Linked DNA regions of Xenopus laevis: region 2 is linked to region 1. The links are chromatin contacts, called in public Hi-C maps. All regions are on one chromosome and are shown on one strand. Each heading gives the region's core, a stretch centred on a gene start, on an enhancer-like site or on the middle of the called end of the contact. The rest is flanking DNA. Distances are from core to core; before and after follow the strand shown. Region 1 overlaps gse1.L (genetic suppressor element 1). Region 2 overlaps gse1.L (genetic suppressor element 1).

Region 1 (7,494 bases), core at 2,022-4,521:
ACTTCAGATTGCCATCTCTACAAAATTGGAATTCATTAATCCCCCATAACTTGGATTTGTGTGCTATATTCTAGTTCCCAAATACATGAAATAAAGATCTCTTTGGTGCAAACAAAAAGCAGATCCAGATTGGCCATCCCCATTGGTAATACAGGTATGTTATTCGTTATCCGGAAACCCAATATCCAGAAAGCTCAGAATTATGGAAATGTGGTCTCCCATAGACTCCACTTTATCAAAATAATCCACATTTTTAAAAATGATTTTCATTTTCTCTGTAATAATAAAAACATACCATGTACTTGATCCAAATTAATATATAATTAATCCTTATTGGAAGCAAAACCAACTTATTTGATTTATTTAATGATTACATGATTTTCTAGTAGACTTAAGGTATGAAGTCCCGAGCATTCTCGATAACAGGTCCCATACCTGTAATGTATAGGGTTTATATTTAACAATAGGGGGCTACATCACCTATACACACCTATTGGGAGTAGCTGGGATTTTTAGGTCAATCATGTTCATTATTTAGTAGATTTTTGGAAACCTGCGCAGGCAGGACTGTTGCTTTCTCCTTCCTTTACCAAGTGACTTCTGGGAAGTAAAGTAATAAAAGTTACAAAGTTTGTTCCTGGTCTAGTAACCCATAGGAACCAGTCATGTTTGCTTTCAAACAGGTAACTAGTAAATGCTGATTGGTCACTGAGACTTTTAATACATTACCCCCCTGTGGCATATTTTCCAGCACTGATCTTGTACAAATCTTTGTACACCAAATATTTGCTATTTGTTTTAAGATTTGTTGTTGTAATGTAGCTTCATAGCAGCACTGACCTAAGCTGGCTACCCGGCCTGATAAAAGCTGACACTCAGTCCTTCCAGACTTACTTGACAGCTTATTGCCCCATGTATAGGGCTTATTGACAGGCCTGATGTCTGTCATTCAGGTTTTCCCTGGACTATAGGCCCCACTGTATGATCCGATAGTTGAGCCAACAAATACATTAGCCTGGTTTGGCACAGTGTACAGGTGGACTAATCATGCCCAAATCCGTTATCTGGTAGTGTATGGCCAGCTTTACAGCAGCTGATCTGAAATGCTTTGCTTTTGGCTAACTGCAGATATTGATTACTGCTCTGTTGTAAAATGATACCTGATAGTATTAGTTTCACCCTCTATCCCCAAGACTCCTTAAGAGGTTGCAGAAATTGTGTGCAGTCATGCTCAATGCATTTTTTTTTTTTTTGAAAATAATCTTTATTCAATTTTCAAGGAAATACAGAAAACAAAAAAAAAGGCAATGGAAAGAGAAAAAAAAATGACAGTTGGCAATATGACAATATCCAACAAAATGCAGTATAAACAGGGATACACATTACGTTAGTACAGAGTCAGCATATCAAGTCAACATAGCCATAATGGAACAATTATGCTCAATGCATTTTTATGAAACATATGTATTTTCTTGGGTTGTTAGACACCTACCTGTGTGACATTGGCATAAAAGCTAATTGCCTTGGTGCCCAAATAAGCTAAGGAGCCAACACCAAATTGGCTGAAGCCTCCCACTTTGCCTGCTTTGGTAGTCAACTAATATTCAGCACCTCCACCTAACTAACTAACTAAAAACCAAAGCAACCAAACATTTTTAAAGTATAAAATGCCAGAGATCAAGCAGAAAACATTGTGGCAAAAAAAGAAGCCAAATAAAGAAGTGGGTTAAGCTATTAACACTGAAAGGTGTTGGCTGCACAAGAGGCAGAAGCACCAACATTCTCCCCCCATTTCCTTTGCCTGAGGTTTAGCACCTTATAAAATGTGGGTAAGTTTTACTTTCTATTTTGTTGTATCTAGTACACGTGAAACCTACAGGGCAGATTTTGGCCATATTGGTGTGCACGGAATAAAATGATAAATTCTATATCAAACACTGCTTATATCTTCATAGATGGAGATCTTGTCTTGCAAAAGAGCTGCAGATGTGCTCTGGCTGCTCCATTCAAGGAAACCTCTTTAAGCACAATGGCTGGCATCTAGAACCAAAACTTCAAGCTAACCAGCTGTTAACCAATCCAAAAGGATCATGCAGCTGTTTGTTGGTCAGTCAGATCCAAGCAGCGTGAGCAGGAACAAGTGCAAAAAGCAATCCAACCTATGTAGTGATGTATTTGCTAATGATTGTTGTCTATTAGTATTAGACTCAGCTTTCAGTTTAGTCTCATTTAAATCTTGTTAGGTAATATCAAAAAACATATGGTTAAAACTTGTATGTAGGTGGATGCAATTGTAGGTGGATGCATTGTCTATATTTAAATTGTTGGATGCTCTAAAGTTACTGACAATTTTCAGGTTTTAACAAGGTACCATGCCTATGAAAACCTATGCCCATAGTTAATTGTCTCTTGGAAATGTGGCAGCCTGCCTCCTGCCAGCATCGAATTATGGTTCTGATCTTCATTGGTTCAATGTCACTTCTAAGGGCAGGGGCACATGGGCAGATTCAGGGAGATTTAGTTGCCTGGCGACTAATCGTCTCTTCTGTGGGTCGACAATCTCCCCGAACTGCCTTCCCCCTGCTATAATGAGAAAACACCAGCGCAATGGTACTCGCCGTGCTTCGATTTACGAAGTTGCCTCACAAGGAAATTTCGGGTGACTTTTGGAAATCAAAGCTCCGCAAGTGCATTGGCGCAGGCGATTTTTCATTTTAGCAGGGGGAAGGCAGCTCAGGGGGGTTGTAGCCCTGCAGAAGAGGCGATTAGTCACCAGGCTACTAAATCTCCCCGAATCTGCCCATGTGCCCCTGCCCTAAAACTGGACACTTTGCGACCTTATAGGGAAGTGCAAAACTGGATCATTATCACCCTCATAACATCTCTATGACTGGTAGCAGTTCATGGTAACCGTGCGGCATAGTCGATGTGTGGATAAACTGCAGAGGATCTGACCAAATATGGCAGGAGCTCAAACATAACATATACAAGGCAAATCATTTTGATAGGGTTTCATTAAAGAGTAGAGATGTGCTAAGTTTCTCTGGACTTGCTAGGGCACAACTGTGCTATTTAAGGTATTGCAGTTACGATAATCCATTATTATAACTAACCCTATTAAAACCTTCAGCCCTAAGCGCCGCAGGAATAAGTTAAGAGGATTGCTGTTAGGAACCAGGAACAAAAAGGTTAAGTGCTTGTGTGCGTATGTATGTGTAGTGTAAACACAGTGCATTTTGTACAAGCTTATGTCTGCAGTCTTGAGTTAAACCTAAAGCCATATCCTCACACAGGGTGTGAATAGGGCCCGTCATCAGCTAATCCCTAGTTTATGGCAGAGTCCGTGGCTTTCCATCTCCCACAGACAATGCCAGATCCGTGTTTACCTTGCAGAGTATCTCCCACACCCACTAGATAAATACGGGCAGGCGCATCGCGGGTTTCGTGAGCCACAGAATGTCTTTTGGGTGCTGTAAAAATTAGCACATCTTGCCAGCAGCACCCTCCTCCCTCCTCTTTCTGAAGCAGCCCTGTGTTGTATTAACAGTTTCGTTGCTCATTTGTAGTACAATAGAATGATGCGTGGCCAATTAATACTGGGTGCTGTGCAGAACACGGTGCTGCTAGGGAAACTGCTCAGAGCGAATGGTGTGTTGATGACTTTGGTCTAGATGGGGATGTGGTACATTAAGGCAGTATGTTCCACACCCCCCCCCATGTATACTGTAAAAGCAGGAACTCAAAACAGAGGCTTCTGTCTTTGTTTAAATGCATGCAAATGCAAAAGTTTGTTTATGCTTCCTTAGGTGCAGAGCAACATGCAAATTCTAAACAGTGTGTGTGTGTGTGTAGTGGGGCAGGTAGCCAACGTCAGCTGTTTATATGCTACAATAAAGAAACAGATAGCAGTATACACACTTAACCCCTTCGATTTTTACTTCTGCCTATCGTGTATATTAATCTTCTTGGGAGATATAACATTAAATTCTTTGTTGAATTCATTATTTAGTAACCTATGGCCTCAGTGAAGAGTCATGTCCCACACCTGCCCTGGCACAGTATAGTACAGACATTCATTCTGAGAACCCCTATGAATCTGCTCACAATGGAATGCACCTGTTATAAATATCAGACGCTAAATTACAGATAGGGCATGTATTATATGGAAGTGCAGTATCATAAAGGGTACATGAGTGGCTTATTCTGTATTGCATGAAAGGTAGCCTTGGGTCAATATATACTATCACGTGAATACAATCATTAATATTTGCAGCCATACTGTATGTTTTTGAATATTCTTTTAGCATCGAAGAGGTTAATTTTGCTGTCCATTGATCATACTGGAAAGTGCCTTGTTAACACACCCTGGTGTGATAACCTTGTGAGACCTCAAAATATTTCACTGGGAGTTATCACTAGGGTTCAGAGCCAAATCAAACACTGGTAAATGCACACAGAGTGGTGTCATTCTCTGCAGTTTCCAGTCAACCACTACTCATGTGTAAGACCTTTAACTATCCTATTCACAAAGCATATTTACCATATAGTCCATTTCATTACTATGAGAAGAGCCTGTTTCATGCACTATATTTTCTCTGTTACAGAAAGTATCTGTAGATTACATTGTAAATTGCACAATAGGTGTTGTTTTAGTTGTAGCCCGTGTCCAGCAGTTCATTCTGATTGGTCAACTGCAGTGATGGCAAAATTCTAATTGGCTGGCACTCTACTTCCGGGTAAAAATGCACCTGTTTGGTGCCGTAGTGATACAAAGTAGACTATGCTTAATTGCTCTCAAGAGAGAGGAATTTTCAAGTTAGAATAAGAGGTAAGCAATATGTCAGCTTGTCTATAAATGTATAAAATATAAAAATGCAGAAATTAAATGTTCAGCTCATACAATACTTTCTCTTCCTCCACCCACTCCACATCACAGTTAAAAGACCACACAGACATCAGCGCTAAAAAAGGTAACCCCCCCACACGTTATAAAGTTATAAAAAACTATTGGGGACCAGGGCCCCCCCTTTAAGTTAAAAAATATATATTGTAACCAGGGCCCCCCATAACGTGTTTTTTTAAAAAAAAAAAAAAGCATTGGTGCCAGGGCCCCCCTTACAAGTTAAAAAACAAATTGGGGCCCCAGAGAACATTTTTTTTAAAAAAACATTGGTGCTAGGGCCCCCCTTACAAGTATAAAAAAACTTGGGGTCCCAAAGAATATTTTTTTAAAAAAACATTAGTGGCAGGGGCCTATAGAGTATTAAAATAATACATTGGTGGCCAGGGGATTAAAAAAATATAAAAAACACACATTGGTGTTCAGAGGAATTGAACTCGTGGCTTCAGGACTTCAACTTTGCCTCCTTTTTGTGACTTCGGGTCCTTTCACCACTTCAGGACTTCAATTACGTCTGTTATCGTGACTTCGGGTCTCCGTGGCTTCAGTCTGTTCGCCTCTTCGGCTTTTTCGGTACTTCCACATTTCCACTGTTCGGGACTTCGGAAGGAGGCGGCACGGCTTTGGTGCTGTCAAGGGGGCCCCGGCTCTTTCGAAAAGTTCAGCACTGCCGGGCCAGGTACACTTGTACCCCCTGTGCCCCCCTGATGGCGGCCTTGTGTATACCCATATCTATACTAACAATAGAATTTAGTATCACACTAGCCTTTATGATACTTCATTTTCCGAAGTTGCCCGAAGTCTCCCCAGTAGCTTTGTGTGCCCCTGCCCTTATGGGTAAAAAGGCACTATGCTATTTGTCTATAAATAGACCGGTTGACCTATGTTGGTGAGTAATTTTGCTGGAAAGATTGAAACAGTACACTAAGAAAATCGATTTTCTACTGGCATATAAAAGGGTTAGAAGGATGGAGAAAATGGCATTGTTTGTGCCATGGTGTAATGCAGGGCAGATGACCCAGGCCCTAAACCTGACACCAGAACAGTGCCATAAAATTGATCAGGCCTTTTACACTTAGTGCTCAGCTGCCCTTGTATGTACATACATGTTTGTGCTGCTCCCGGTTCTTTCTTACTTGCCCTGTGAACATACTGCATTGAATTCATAGACCTCTTAAGCAATTCTATATTGGCAAAGTAATTTATCACTAAAAGAAAGCGATTACCCCAAATTCCCTTCAAATCTCTCTAGATTTTGTTAGCTACATTTTAACCCAGGCCTGTGAAAAATGGGTAAAGGGAGAGGTCTCTGCTACCCGCCAGCATGATTCATGCAAAGAGGCTCCCCTCCCATCCTGCTAGAGCAATAAATAGTGATTTTGCCATCTGCACACTTCGGAGCACAGACTTCTGATAATTGATGTCAGACATCTCCCTCTCTGGCCATATTTTACAAGGTAGCATGAGTTGCCAGAAACTCCATTATTCTGAAAATCATAAAATGTTTAAAAAAAATTAGTACAGGGTGTTCAGATGTGAACTGGGAAAGGGATCTGCATATGATACTTTAACCACTGAGCTGCCAGACTAATTGGAGAGGCAGAACTTAATTATAAAATACAGGACTAAACAGGAGCAAAGGCCTTTAATTATTGTAGACAGTAGTCTGGAGAAAATTTGATACGTTAACCTTTTTTATTGTAGATAGAAAATACAGTTCAGAACTGGTGCTCCTGGCCATTTCCAGCTCTGTTATTTAGAAAGTTGATCTGCTGTGCTTGGTGCAATTTTCCATTCTTTTATAAGCCCCTAACAGCTCAGAGGGATTTCTCTTTTGTTGGATAGGACAATATTTGGAACATAGTGAAAATGAGGCACAGATGTTGTAAGACTCGATGCAAGAGCAGAGTATAAAAAAAATCTCTGGGTGCCTTTGCCTACTAATGAATACATCCATGCCATGTAACCTCTATAGTTGAACGCACACATCTTATCACCCCCTCTATGGAACCTTTCATGGACAATGCCCAGAGCCAGGCTTCTCCTGTGTGGCTCAGTTGCTAGGCCTTGGCCACTATATCTAGAGCATTTGCTCAAATATGGTTTCTGCAGCAGTCTGTTAGAAATCTAATCCTGGTAAAGATTGTGCAAAAGACATCCTCCCCTGTCCTATTTTCTTTCTTTCCTTTGGCAGAAGAGCGTGTGCTTTTAGACAGAATGTACCTAGTGTCAGGGGAAATGATGGAGTGCCACTCGTCTAGCAGTGTAAGTACTACTGTGCGGTAGATATATCAGGAAATGTGCTTTGTGGTGGGAAGTGGGTATATATAACAGGATCTTATACAGGCTCACACTTATGAGAAAGACATTGGATTGGCAGGCAGGCAATACTTGTTGTATTCATGGATTTCATATGCATGATAGATTAGATCTCAGCCATAAGGGTTTATAGCTTGCTGTTCCTGTGACATGCAAAAGCACAAGAAAATCCCCTCATCAGGGAGTTTTACAAAAATGCATACTGTCCAATTAAAAGCACAAATAAAGCAACTATTTGCTGCCATCAAGTGGCTAGCGGTAGATCTGGCATGTCA
Region 2 (7,494 bases), core at 3,224-5,723, 110 kb before region 1:
AGATTAACTTGCACCAGAGCTTTTACCCAAAATAGAAACTGTCTGATGTGACCGGTATCAATACATGTATGGGACAAACCAGAACTAGAGCAGGGTGAAATAATGATCGAATGGGTCAGTTGGTCAGCTCAGTGCAATTTGGCCATACGCATACACCCTAGTTACACAAATAGGGTTGCCACCTGGCCGGAATTTTACCGGCCTGGCCAGTAAAAATTATGGTTGATCCCAATGTTAATAGGGAAAAAGCTAAATATATAGGAAAGTCAGTATTTTCTTCCAGAAAAGGTGGCAACCCTATACACAATATGCTCAAAAGAATGGCCCCTGTGTGGCCTTCTTTAGCTTATTGCTTCATGAAGTCACAATAAACTATTGCTACTGCAGCAAGGGGCTAAATTGTGTTTGTATTGCTTCAGGAATATTGGTCAATAAAATGGACTTGGCAGTTCATCTTCCTATGCCCCAGATTTAAAAATTGGATTTCAAGCTAAAATCTTTTTTTTTTTTTTTTAGTAACACAAAAGAACATTTTAATTGTATTTAATGTTGCAAGATACCTTATTTACATAGGATTGGAATATGTTTGAATTATTTTGACAAAATCTTTTAGATGGTAAGATCCATTGAGCTGGTCCTCCTTTTCATAATCTATCAATCAGTTTGATACAGTTTTCTGTATGTAATTTGCATGTTTGATGTTTGATGTACACATACTTTGTTATACAATATTATACAATAATAAGATTATTAATATTAAGACTTTTTAAACCAAATGCATCGATGCAGTATAGCTGGAACCCAGCAGAGGGCATATGTTGCTCTGGTGATTTAGCATTGTGAACTCTGACAGGCATAAATACTCATCCAGGAAAAACATGGGGTATTAAAGGTGAACCTGCTCATATTTGACCTTCTCTCTGCTAGGAGGTCACTGGCCACGGGAGTAGACAAGCCTTTTAGTCTCTTGCAGCACATAATACAAGTCTTTATACAGTGATACGTTCCCTGGCAACAGCCACACTGCCAGAATTGGCCGGTGCTTTACAAAAGATCACATGAACGTAATTTTTATTTGAAAAATCTGGGTCTCTTTTTTTAGATCCTTTTGGATTCCAGTTAAGCCAGTTAAACTAGTATTTTCTTGCTTATGTTGTATGTATATTGACTTTCTTGGAACTGAAAGCACTATTATCAATTATAATTAAAAAAAATGTAGATGTCTCTTTTAAGATTTTCTCTGCTATGTCCCTTCCATCTCTTGGTGTCTTTCCTCTCATCTGACACAAACATTCCCTCCCATTGGCACTATACAGTAGTGCTGCCCATGTTTCTAAATTACAGCAGCTCCAGGTACATCTGTAACACTGCTATGTGGCACTGATGTTTATGTAAATAGACTTATGTTGATGGATTTAATATCTATTCATTGCTGAGCTGACTGATACCTATGCAAAAAGAATTATATCAGCCTGCTCTTCAGAAACTTGTGTGACTGAGCGGAGATACTGAATGGGGTGGATTGAAGTAGGAGGGAGACTCAAGGTGACAGAATGAGCGAGTGTGTGTCACCAGCTGACTGTCTGACTCACAGGAATTCTGGAATCCCCCCTAGTAACCTCTGACCCTGCTTGATGATACAAGACGCCTTCTGTTTCTTTTCAGACTTTCAGGGGTCAGGGGCACATCTTTTCCACTCCCTTATTAAATATGTTTCTAACTCAGCACTGTAAATCAGTCAGAGACAGAGACAAAGTTTGGGCGTTTCTTGGAGACTCTACAGATTTTCATTTGACATACAAATTTTGGTCACTTTATGAAGTTGCTTAATTCTGCACATTTTGCACTAATTGTTTAGGTTCCCATTCAAGGCATACATACTGTACATAAACAGTACTTTCCACAATATATAATATGTCTATATATATATATATATATATATATATATTTATACACACAGTGTAGGACAATTGTGTGTATCTTTTTTTGCATCCAAAAGTGGAAGACAATCATGGGTAGGTTTTGTTTGCAGTAGTGGTGTTTTTGCAACCCCAACCCAAAACTGATCTGTACATAGGGTTGCCACCTTTTCTGGAAAAAAATACTGGCTTTCCTATATATTTATCTTTTTTCCCTATTAATAACATTAGGATCAACCATCATTTTTACAGGCCAGGCAGGTAAAATACCAGCCAGGTGGCAACCCTATCTGTACAGGGTTGGCCTGAGGTGTGCAAGGCCCACCGGGACTGCTACCCCAGGGGCCCCCACACTCCCACTGCCAGCCCCTCCACCCTCTGCATGCACCCCTGACACCTACCTATTACCCACTGCCAACCTTTCCCACTGTGTGTGCACCTTATACATGGCAGCTAGGGAGCAATGGCGGAGGGCAGCCGGGGATTGAGTCTGAGTCAGTGGGCACACAAAGGCCAGGGGCTACCAGGTTTTTTCCCGATGTCCTGTTGGCCCAGTCCGACCCTAGGCCTGTATGTCACTGCCCTAAGGGTAAATAAAATAATTAGAATTTCTGTGAACACAAATCCTTGATTTTGCCCTTATTTTTTGTTGGGGCAATAAATGTGGATACCTTTTTGGTAGCCTTTGTGTGGGGCTCTTCCAGCTGCTTGTGCAACTGACCCATATATGGACCTTTAGCGAGCTATCTATTGTGCAGGATTGAGAATCTGTTGTCATGGACTGCATTGGTGCATTGATGTGGCCCTCTCATAAGAGCTCCCCATATGCTCCCATTATGATGTGATTGTTGGCCATGGGCTGAACAATTGGATCATCATGATTTGGCCCATCATGTTGGTGGCCAAGTTAGATCAAAGTCTGCTAGTCTGACAACCTCACCATACGAGGCACCTGCCAGCCCAGTGCAAAACTGGACCTGTATGTTACTGTTCTAGGAGGAAACAAAATAATTAGAATCTCCCTGACCACAAATCCTTAGGTACTGATTTTGGCCTTATTTTTTGTGGGGGTTGGGGGCGATACATGTGGATATCTTTTGGGAAATGTAAGAAAAGTTGCAACATTTGCACAGGTCTACCTACAAAGTTGAGAGCAACACACAATGTATATGTAACTGGATAATGGGAGAATGAGGGAAGAATGAGCAATTACAGGAAATCCAGAATTAGCTTTCTGTAAGACCCAGGGGAAGTAGAAATGAAATCCTGACTGATATTGAACATTATTTTCATTCTAAATAACTATATAAATGATCAGACAGTATTGTACCAGTCATGGCAATATTTTCATCATCATTATGATTATTATTATTATTATTATTATTATTATTATTATTATTATTATTATTATTATTATTATTATTAATACAAAGAGCAGTGGGGTTTAATTAAAAAAAACTTTGAGTGCAGTCTAAATTTCTGGCCTTCCTGATATATTTGGCCTGGAAGTCTGCATCAGCGAAAGAGGATTGGGCACCGTTTTGGGCCAATTACTGGTCAAGTGCTTAGAAAATCTCTCTTGTTGGCAACTCTGGTGTTAATTGCAGTTTAAAATGCTACATTATCACAATGCGAATAAGACCATGGCTTTAGACCTACATTTGAAAAGCAAACATTGTAAACCATAAATAGCACATGATGTGTAACATGACTGGCTGTTTTTTATGTATGATAATTGCAATATCACAAGCTAGGTTAAATCCTTAGTGGGATGGGCGTATACTCAGGGAGTGTTTCTTCCTAAGGAGAGAGGGGGCAGGGAGATATCTAATCAGTGATAATTAAAATTACTAATGTTTCCTTGATGGCTGCTGTTTTAAATCAGATAGCTGCGTGGCCTTTCAGCACTCTGCCTTGTAACCCAATTAATGTTACTTGGCAACTGAAGGGTTGTTAGAACAAGAGCCCCTGAAGGCCTGACCTCCTGACTGCTTGTGTTTGGGGCTTTCCTCTTTATTTTTTGCCCTTTGCCCTTCAAGACCTTTAAAGTCTGTATTTGATACTTTGTATGAAGCCTCTAGCTGAGAGGTCAGTGGGTTTTTTAACCATATGAATGACCTGCGTGACCCTTCTGCTCTGTCACACATCTAGAATTGCATGCGTGAACTTGTGTGTGTGTGTGTGGTTGGAGGGATTGGGGGATGGGATGGTAACCATTCATCACCTTGCCTGTGTTCCTATCTGTAACAAGCACCTGCTGTAGTTGAAACATTGGGATCTCTCTGCCAGCAATAAAGACACGGTGGGCAGATGCTATAAGGATGAAGGCATTAATATATGTATATAATATATCACATCTATATAGAAGGACAGAACATGTAAAGGATTGTCCTTAGATACCTGATACCAAAAGCAACCCTTCTCAGGGCACGGGGTAGCCTGGGGCCAGATGGACGAGTCCTGATGTGTGTGTGGCAGGGCACAGGTGCTGATTAAGCTGCTATGGCATCCCAAGCACTCCTTCCCCCTGCAGAGGATTAGCAGTCAGGGACGGCAGGCTGTATGTGTGAGCTGCTCAGATAGAGGAAAGCAGTAACAGTCCCTCAGTGTAATCACTGGAAGGGAATGCAGGATTCTTTAGTATTCCAGGAGAGAGGGGAGATAACAAGCCAGCAATCTGCTTTCCTCACAGAGCCACCCTGAGCAGCTGATAAGCAAGGGCACTGAGCAACTGCCTGCCATCTGCCACTTGCAGCCCTATTATCTATCATTCACGGGCCAAGATAGGTCTAACGGGATTCTGTCTGGAGAGGGCAGAGGCTTCTGGGTAATCTCAGCTACGGGCATGTGCAACATCCCCCAGGGAATGTTGAATTTCCTATTTGTAGATGATTTTTCTTATACCTACTATATTTGCTGTAAGTGTTTTTCAGGGGCTGAACTGGATGTAACTGCCCATTAACAGAATTACAAACACACCCCTTCGATTGTTAGTGCACCCACAAATTATGGGCAGATTTTGATTCTTATATTATGACAGGAGGCCTGCTTAACCTGGGATCAAACCAAGAATCCCTGCCACCTAAAATATATAGAGAAGAAATGGATAGTGAGTTACAGACAAAACCTCAGCTTTCCACCACTGATTTCGGATTCAAGTTCCTTACCAGGTTAGGAAAAGTCTTACCTGGTAGAGTGTCTAAACGGATGGTATTTTGTTTGTAACCTGTCACACGTGTTGGTCTGTGTTTGTATGTATTGTTCTATAAGATCTGCTTTTTTGTGCTGAGAAATACATATCTTTATTTGGTAATGTTTTTTTGTAGTTCCATGCAAAGAATGACATTTTCTACAGTCTGGTAATTATAAAGTAGACTGCCCAATAGGCAGCTATTTGCAGGCCGTAAGGGGGCATATTGAATTATTCCCCCCCAGGAAGTAGTGAACAATTTTAGCATCCTTCACAGTCATGTAAGTAGATGTAGTTCACATCTCCAACAGTTGAAAGTGTAGCGGAGAACGGATGAGCCTTTTTCTGTTGTTGTCAACTCTATTTGGTTAGGGCGCATGGGTTGCTCTAACGCAGTGGTCCCCAAGCAGTAGCTCATGAGCAACATATTGCTCACAATCCCTTGGATGTTGCTCCCAGTGACCTCAAAGCAGGTGCTTATTTTTTAATTTGTGGTTTGGAGGCAAGTTTTGGTTGTATAAAACCAGGAGTACTGACAAACAGAGCCTCCTGTAGGCTGCAAGTCCACATAGGGGTTGCCAAATAGTCAATCACAGGACTTGCTTGGCACCCCCAGGGACTTACTTAATGCTGTGTTGCATTGAATGTGGCTCATGGGCAGTAGCTCTCCACCAATGAGGCGAGTTGAGGCATTCGGCTCAGGCGGCAGCGCACCCATGGTTGGCAGGGGTGGCAAAAATGGTGCTCTTAGTAACTTTAAAAGCCGAATTTAAAGTTTTGCTCTCTGTTAGCGGGGGGGGGGGCGCATTTCGAACGCTGCCTCAGGCGTCGTAACAGGCTGGAGCGCACCTGTTCACAGGGAAAAAAGGTTGGGGGCTCCTGCTCTAACGCCTGCAGTGATCACATGGGGCACATGATGTGCTTTCCTCTAGCATTGAGGCATACACAGGGTTATTTAGTAGAACAGTTGGAAGCTCTACTATAGTGTTATTAACCATGGTGTAAGTAGGGTTGCCACCTTTTCTGGAAAAAAATACCGGCCTTCCAATATATTTCTCTTTTTTTCCCTATTAATAACATTGGGATCAACCATAATTTTTACCGGCCAGGCTGGTAAAATACTCCTAGGTGTAACCCACAAGTGCAGTAGTGTGTAGATTTGAGGTACAGGTATGGGACCTGGGGTTTACAGATCTTTCTGTAATTTGGATGTTCATACTTGAAGTGTACTAGAAAATCATTTAAACATTAAAGAAACTGAATACAGGGCCGGAACTAGGGGTAGGCAGAGCAGGCACGTGCCTAGGGCGCAAAGTTGGGAGTCTCAGTGTGTAACAAACTCCTCTGCATGGCATTATAACTTGAAATTAATTGTGTGACATGTGTACTGTGCCTGTTTCAGCAATTCATTTTTATTAATATATAGGGGGGTAATAGTTCACCGTTCTTGATGTAGACAGCAGTAGTCGATGGGCAAGGGCACATGTTAGGGTTGCCATCTTTCTTCGGTTAAACTCTGGACTGGGGGGCGGGACAGTTACGTTGTGGGGGCGGGACTGTGATGTTGCGGGGGGTGGGTTGTCAGGGGGGTGGGGCAATGCCGGGTTTTGACCCCGGTAGTCCTTCAAAAAAAACGGGCTCTCCGGGTCAAAACCGGATAGGTGGCAACCCTAGCACATGTTATGTTTCCAACGCTTTTCTCCGTCTACTGTTTGTATTCAGGCAGAGAGAACCATATCTATACTGATCAGCAGCTCAGCCTATCTGCACTGAGTACAGCATCTGTAGTGTAGTTAGTGTATCTAGCCACAGCAGAAAAAACCATGAAAGCAGATATTTATTCTCGTGATTAGAGTGGATCCACAAACCACAGGCAGAGAGAATGTTGGACATGTAACATGTGCCCTTGCCCTAAAACTATTTGCAGTTTTTTTTTTTCTAGAAAAATTTAAAAAGAGACTTTCAACAGGGATTATTTCAGTTATAAAGCAGAAGTGTGTTTAAAAAACATATAATCTCAGAAACATTTTCTGAAAAATCGACCACATTACATTTGGCGTCTTGTTGACAGAAGACATTGATGTACTGTAAGTGGAGTGTGAACACAATGACAAAGTTATCAGGCGCAGCACAGTATGGAGGCATAATGCTGGTACAGATTTATCAGTGTTAAAAGTATGCCTGCAATAAATTCCCATTAGAGGCATAACAATAAACACTTTACACAGGCCAAGAGCCTCAACTATCTATACTCCATACCAGAGAACAGTAGTCCGTTCCATTAATCCCAGCTCTTCTCAATGCTGTCTACAGGCATCTATTATTAAGTTGGAATTCAGTTTTTATGTGTGCCACAGATAGGGTTGCCACCTTTTCTGGAAAAAA

Evidence for each region. Hi-C and Micro-C count contacts between places; a contact is called where the count stands out from the background.
Region 2: a contact with region 1 is called in a Hi-C map of the XL177 cell line, with 2.4 times the contacts expected there. The contact joins two enhancer-like sites. A contact is called at or near these places in 3 of 4 Hi-C or Micro-C datasets (the XL177 cell line, the XTC cell line and animal cap).

The regions. Positions count from the first base shown.
Region 1 is chr4L:58,961,393-58,968,886 of Xenopus_laevis_v10.1, reverse strand. The region is part of intron 2 of gse1.L (genetic suppressor element 1); the gene reads left to right. Among protein-coding and RNA genes, the nearest start is that of gins2.L, 59 kb to the right of the region's middle. Within about 2 kb of position 3,271, at least 1 of the 7 cell types and tissues checked has an H3K27ac peak or open chromatin away from gene starts, as enhancers often do.
Region 2 is chr4L:59,067,635-59,075,128 of Xenopus_laevis_v10.1, reverse strand. The region is part of intron 2 of gse1.L (genetic suppressor element 1); the gene reads left to right. Among protein-coding and RNA genes, the nearest start is that of gse1.L, 150 kb to the left of the region's middle. Within about 2 kb of position 4,473, at least 2 of the 7 cell types and tissues checked have an H3K27ac peak or open chromatin away from gene starts, as enhancers often do.